Regions from separate parts of the Anas platyrhynchos genome. Here region 2 is linked to region 1. The links are chromatin contacts, called in public Hi-C maps. All regions are on one chromosome and are shown on one strand. Each heading gives the region's core, a stretch centred on a gene start, on an enhancer-like site or on the middle of the called end of the contact. The rest is flanking DNA. Distances are from core to core; before and after follow the strand shown.

What was found. A called contact is a pair of places that touch in the nucleus more often than the background predicts.
Region 2: a Hi-C map of subcutaneous adipose tissue shows a contact between it and region 1, with 2.4 times the contacts expected there. The contact joins the enhancer-like site here to the promoter of RGSL1 in region 1. A contact is called at or near these places in 7 of 8 Hi-C or Micro-C datasets (F1 follicle, F5 follicle, liver and 3 more).

The regions. Positions count from the first base shown.
Region 1 is chr8:18,106,612-18,109,827 of IASCAAS_PekinDuck_T2T, forward strand. It overlaps RGSL1 (regulator of G protein signaling like 1), which reads right to left and starts at 1,490. Exons shown (of 22, transcript XM_072041450.1): 1 at 1,160-1,490; 2 at 574-656; 3 at 253-327. The coding sequence starts at 1,172. It overlaps GLUL (glutamate-ammonia ligase), which reads left to right. Exons shown (of 10, transcript XM_072041451.1): 2 at 2,003-2,089.
Region 2 is chr8:18,147,833-18,151,048 of IASCAAS_PekinDuck_T2T, forward strand. No RefSeq gene overlaps it. Among named protein-coding and RNA genes, the nearest start is that of RGSL1, 41 kb to the left of the region's middle. Within about 2 kb of position 1,454, at least 3 of the 8 cell types and tissues checked have an H3K27ac peak or open chromatin away from gene starts, as enhancers often do. A contact at or near this core is called in subcutaneous adipose tissue, where this site is marked.

The DNA.
Region 1 (3,216 bases), core at 240-2,739:
CTTGTGCTGCAGCCCCTGCCACATCCCTGCTGCCTGTCCCCCTCTCCCCCTGCCTGCTTTCCCAGCACCCTGCCTTCCCGTGGCTTCTGCTCCCCTCCTGGGGCTCAAAAGCCAAGTGAAGCCTGGTTTGAAATCACTCCCCCGGCTGCATGAACAACAGCCTCGGCAATGAGGAACCAGCTCCTTCCTCACCCGGCGCCCTTCCTCCCTCCTCCTCGCCCTCCTCTCTCCCCACAGGGGATGTTTTCTCACCAGCTGGCTGGGCAGCTCTGGCCACAGGTCCCACTGCCCCGTGCTGCTGGTGTAAAAGGGCGTCTGGCCAAATACCTGCATGGAAAAGGAGAGCTGGAAGGGATGCAGGGTGGTGGGGAAGCCCAGAGCCCATCCCCGCTGCAGAGAAGGCACCATCTTCCTCTTCATCCCTCCGTCTCCATCTCCGAGCCAAGTCCTCAGCTTTCCCTGGCTTGACAACCAAACTGTGGTGTCGTCCCAATTTTTCTAACACCGAACCCAAAAGTTCACCTGAGAAAGGCTCAGAAAGGTCCCGGCCTTCAGGGGGAGGAGCAGACTTACAGGAAGGTTCAGAAACGTGTTGAAAAAGTCGACAAAAACTTCATCTCTCAGCAGCAGCCCCATGTCCGTAGAGGCTATGGTTGCTGCGGGGGGGGAGAAGAGAAAGTTGTGGGGGCTTTGTGCTGCCGAAAGGTGGATGGGAACCAAAAGATGAGAAGAGGGAAGAGCTGGGCCAGAACAGCTCTCAGAAAAATGTGATGCTGGGTGGGATTTGTGCTCTGGGTTCCCCTTGCATCCCTGTGGCTGCCGGCAGGGCAGTCGGAAAGCACTCAATGCATGGGGGGGCTGGAAAACTCGAGTGGCCTCTTCCTACACGCCAAGGGTTTGTGGTTTGGGGAGGCTGGGCACGAATGCTGTGGCCTTTCCTCCAAACTAGCAGGCAGCGTTGGGCTGGAGGCAGGCACCAGCAGCACCCCAGATCCCCCCCCTGTCCCGAGGAGTTTTAATTCCTTCTGAAAGATCTGGGTGTGAGGGCACGGCTGTGTCCCAGGGAGGGCCCAGGCTAAGGGATGCTGCTCTTCCCCCCCGTGTTGTCCCCTTCGGGGTGTGCTTGGAGGGCCCCAAGCCTCCAGCCAAGGTCACTCACCGGTGGCTGTCATGTTGCTGTATCCCAGGGACACGTTCCAGAGTGCCACGCTGCCTGTGACACGTTCCTCCCAGCCCCAACCCTCGGGGACACGCGGTGCTCTTAGGGACCACAAGGCACAGCCCCACAGCTTGGGCTTCGCTGCCCCTCAGGGACACGCGGTGTTTTTGGGTGCCAGCCCTGCCAATGCACTGGGGCAATCCCAAAATGATGTCCTTCCCCTCTACCCGTTCAGGCACCCGGTCCCGTGCCTGGGTGGTGCCTGACACTTCGTAGGAGACCCCGCTATGGTCGTGGTGGACGGAGCAACCCCGTCAGCCATCCGGCATCGGTGGGCTTGGCTCTCAGATCCCCAATTTTGGAGCCCCTCCAAGGAAGAGAAAAATGAAAAAGCACCGAGGTGGCACTCTGGAAGACCACCTGGTCCCAGCAGATCAGCAGGAGCGGGTGGTGGTGGGCAAAAAAAACAAAAAAACAAAAAAACCTGGAGGGAGCGAGGGGACTTTGGTGGCCCCCCGGCCACCTCACCAGGTGGCGCTGCCACACCAGGAATGCGACACTGTCCCCAGCGGGGACACGGCCACGAGGAGGGCAGGGGGCTTGTAATGTGCCACATGGTCTTCTTCCCAGGAGGGACACGATGGAGAATTGGGAAAATATGTTAAGAGATTGCACCCAGACCGTCCCCGCACGCGTGTCCCCTGGGGAGGCACCGTCCCCTTCCCTCGGTCAGGGCTGGGGGGCTGCAGGGGCACGTTGGTCAGGTGTTATGGTGAAACCCAGCCCTCCCCAAAATGATGTGGGGAAGGGTGAGCCGTGAGCAGGGTCTGTTTGTTCCGGCAGGTGAGCAGAGGAGACAGCGGTGCCGGGAAAAGCTGCGTGAAGGAGTTTCAGGAGACCCTGGGGAGGAGCAGCATCCATCACAAATTCGTAAGTGCTGGTGCTGCTGAGCCTGAGAGACGAGGAGGGGGGGGTTAGGGATGAGCTGGCACGGCTGTCACACATGACAGGCTCACAAGTCCTTGGGAAAAGGTTGCAGCGGTCAGAAACGTGGATTTTCCAGTTGGTAACTGAACAAATGCCCAGTGAGATCCTCAGAGGCTGGCGGAGCTCTGCTCACACCGCTCTGGCTCCCGGCTGACCCCAGCAGGACTGCAACTTTCTGCCTGGAAAGGAAAGAGGGGGGGAAATTAAAAAAATATATATATTAAGAAAAAAAGAGGAAGATGTGAGGAGAGCCCCGATTTATAAGGGAGCTCACGGAGCAGCTCGGGGTGGCTGCGCTCTTTGTACAAAGATAAGGGCAGGGTTGCAACACCGACCACGTCAGTAGGGCTTCACTCCCGACCCACCCGGCCCCTGCTACGCCCCGGGGAGCAGCCCACCCTCGGCAGACCTGAGGCCACGTCCACCAGCGCTCCCCAGGCAGCCTGTGCTGGCAGAGGGGACGTGGCCAGGGCTCTCGTCCTTGCCCGGCACAAGCTGGCACGGCTCGCTGCCGAGGCAAGGTCCAAGGCTGCCTGGCCACGGGGTCACCAGGACCTCGGTGCCTGTGGGAGCAGCCCGAGCTGTCCCGAGGGCTCACAGCCTCACAAATCTCCCCGTTAGGTGCTGCAGCACCCCACAGACCCAGGGCAACCCCAAACTGTTCTGCTTTGCTTTCGGTCTCAGGTCTGCAGCCCCTCCAAGCTGAGAAGCTCCAGCACGGGGCAGCGGTGCAAGCATCCTGCTGCAGCATCAGGTTTTAAAACCTGCTGGCCATGCACAGAGTGAGATCTGGGGGAAAAACCTGGTTTGTTTTTTTTTTCTTCCCCTTCCATGCACCTGTTCTCGTATAGATAGGTTAGGACACCTCAAAGACTGCATCAGCAACGGGTCGGATCCTTCTGGGCTCATAGCTCCGTAAAACTAATTTCATGAAGTCTCAGTTACAGCAGTTCAGCTCCAATAATTATTTTATTTCTTGAATATATGAGGCTATTTTTTAAAAATGTAATTTTCAGGCTCTGTCTCCTGGCTGTGTACAACTTTTTTTTTTTTTTTTTTTTTTTTTTGCT
Region 2 (3,216 bases), core at 204-2,703, 41 kb after region 1:
GAGGATGATCTTCTGGGGGAAGGTCTGTACCTGCTGATCCAGCAGAGGGCTTGGTGGGGCTTCCCTGAAGGTTTTGGTGTCAATGGAGAAACCTTGTAACGAGAGTCCCCTAAAAGTGCATCCACCTTTCGCATGATGGCACTCAGGCGGTGTCTTATGGTCACGGCAAGATCTGTGGATAGTCCAAGGCTCTTCTCTGCCACCTTCAGACAATGTCAAGTCCTCTCTTATTGTATGTTCTTGCTCCTCAAGCTCAAAGACTTGTTTTACACCACTGAGCTCTGCATCAGTCATTGCTCCCGCCTTCCAGGTCACCCCATTCCCTCTAAAAACCCACCAGGCTCTCACAGCGTTCCCTGAAGGAGCACGCTTCGGCTTCCCCAGCCAGGATGGGCACCCTCTGCCTCTGGAGAGCTCCTCTGGTGGCGGAGATGGAAGGAATCCTTCCAGCTGTGCATTCCTCTCTCTGAAAACAACCCGGGGCACGCACGTGGGACACTTGTGTGCCTCGCTAACACGCTAACCCAGCACCCAGCTCCTGCAGCCCGCAGCAGCGTGCCAAACCCCCGCACCACCCCGGCCAGGAGAGCACCTGGGCTGGACTCCACCCGGCTGCCAAACCCCCTTTCCTCAAGCCACCCCCTCGTTACGCTGGTTATAATTACCTGTGAGCCTAATTGCACCCTTTCCTCACGGAGAAGCGAGCTCGGAGATGCTGCTCCCACAGAGCAGCGGAGGTTTGGCGGCATGCTAGGAAGCTCCTGGTAATTAGCGAGGTATTTTTATAACCTGTAGTGAGCCTTCCCAGCAAGAGAGTGGATCTAGGCATGCAAAAGCTGCTTTGTGTATCCGAAGCGTGCCGCTCGTGCCCCTCGCTATGAAGCACTGCTAGCGCCAGTCACTTGGTGGATGCAAGGAAACCCCAGCTCCTGCGAGGGCAGCGGTGTGACCGTGGCACAGCTTCACATCTGTGCTCCTGGGTTTGTTTGCTTGGCTTGGACTACAGGGAGCAGCACAGAAAAACAACGTGTTCTTCGGTTACGTCACCGAAGTGTCACCTTGAAGGGTTAGAAGACCCCTCCTCTCCATTTCTAAGCACGGCACACGCTGCAGGAAGCCCTCTCCCTTTATTTTGCCCTGAAACCATCACCAGCCTTCCCCTGGAAAACAATACCAGCATACTTGTCATTGAAGGATGGTGCCCCGGGGGCAGAAACATGCTGGTAGGGAAACCGTTTTCACTTTCAAACTGGGCTTTGCTGTTTGGAAACTCTCTATTTCATGTTCCCCTTCCCAGCCAATTCACATTTTTGCTTCAATCTCTGCAGCCTCGGCCGGGCGCTGCTATGTGGGCTTGTTGTTGGTGTGTCATGGAGAGCAACACATACCTAAGGGAAGGAGTCAACGCCTGCTGGAGACGGGCCTGGCCGAGCTCCCTTTCCCCCCTCCCCGCTCCAAACGTCCCCCAGCTTTGGAAAAGTTTGCCTCCAACTCTGAACTCGCTTGGCCCCACTGCTATAAATAGATGGAACAAAACCTCCCGGGCCAAATGCCCTGAGTGTTTAGAAAGCTTTGATCCCGCGCTGCTTTTGAGAGCTTGATCCCTTCCTGCGAACGCAGCTTGTGACCACATTGCGCCTCAGAGCGGGGTGAAGGGGGGGGGCTGAGCTGCCAGACCCCCGGCACGCTCCTGCATCCCTCGCTGCATCCCTGGGGTTTGGCATCCCGTGGTCACTGCCCTCCCTACCTCTGCATTTCCAACAGGTTTTTACAGGCAGGGCACGCAGCCCCCAGGTCATGGCAAGCAAAAGAGCTTTCAGGGCAGAAAACCTCTTCCTTTGAGGAGCAGAAGCCAGCGGTGCCGCTGCGCGAGGCGCTGCGAGGAGCAGGGCAGGGCGCTGGGGATAACACACCCTCAGCATCCCATGGGGAGGACAGCCAGGACACAGAGCAGCACCAAAACACCTCGCTCTTGGCCAGTGCTTTTCCCCTACCGAGTGACTTCAAGGTAGCTACGGGAGCCTTGGGTGCAAATCCTTCTTGAAAGGAAACTCCCAGAAGCGTGTGGAGGTGCAGCAGTGAGCGCTTGCTCCCTGCCTCCTCACCTTGCCCCGCACAAGGCTGCGGTGGTGCAATCGTGGCGCTGTGGAAACGCAGGGGAGCTGGCACAGGCTCGGGCTGGCGGGGGCCCAGCCCCACAGCTGTGTCCCCAGGGAGCTGGATTAGCTAACAGCGCGTTGGGAAAGGGCTGAGGTCAGCCCCATCGCCCTCTGTCACTGACAGGCATCTCGCATGGGGACGAGGGAGCCTGGAAACCACTCCTTCGGGGCAATTGCAAACACAGCAGCAGGGCTTTGCGAGAGCAGTGACACCCCGTGCAGGGAGCTCAGTGCAGAGAGTGGTGGCGTTCATTCCCTCCTCGCACATCCGATGGGGCTCAGTCCCCCACAAAGGGGCACGGTGAAACCCCTTGCAGGGGGCACCCAACCTGGTTGGCACTGGCACGGTGCCTGGGCTCACCGTATCTCAGCTCTCTGAGGATGCTGGCCTGGTTGTCTGATCCCTGCCCACGCTTTCTGGGGTGCTTCACCCCCTTTTTTCCTGCTGGTTCCTCACCCTTGGACAACCCTCATCCATCCATCCACGGCGCCAGCATCCAGAAACCCCCCGGAGGAGCTGAGCACGGCCCCATCACCGCCGCGCACCCCGGGGGGCTGGCAGGGCACTACCTCGGAGGCGAGCGCTGGCTCGGGGCTTTGTTTTGTGTCCTGTTTACCCCGCCGAGAGGAACAGAGGAGTTCAGTGTGCAGGAATCTCGCGCCCTCGCCCCGCTCCCCCGCCACACGAAAGCTGCTGAGCAAACAGGAGGACGCGGAGCCGCTCGCGCCCCGCTGGCACCCGCTGGCTTTCGGTACAACCGGCCCCACTGCCAGCTCTTGCATAAGCAGCCGGCTCAGCTCGGCACTGTTCTCAGGGCTCTTTTCTTGCAAACCAAGCAGCATCCCGCTCCACCAGCCAAGAAGGACCCCTCTCCTGCCTCCCTCTGAGCCCCTTGAGGTTGTTTTCCCCCCGATACGCAGCCTTTCCCCAGGCTCAGTTCAGCTGGCTGTGCCCATTAGTGATGCTCGGATCACACAACACCACCAGCCACCACCGTGCCATCCCACAGCCCACCCCGCCATCCATCAAAGCCCAGCACTGAGGCTGCTGCCTTCT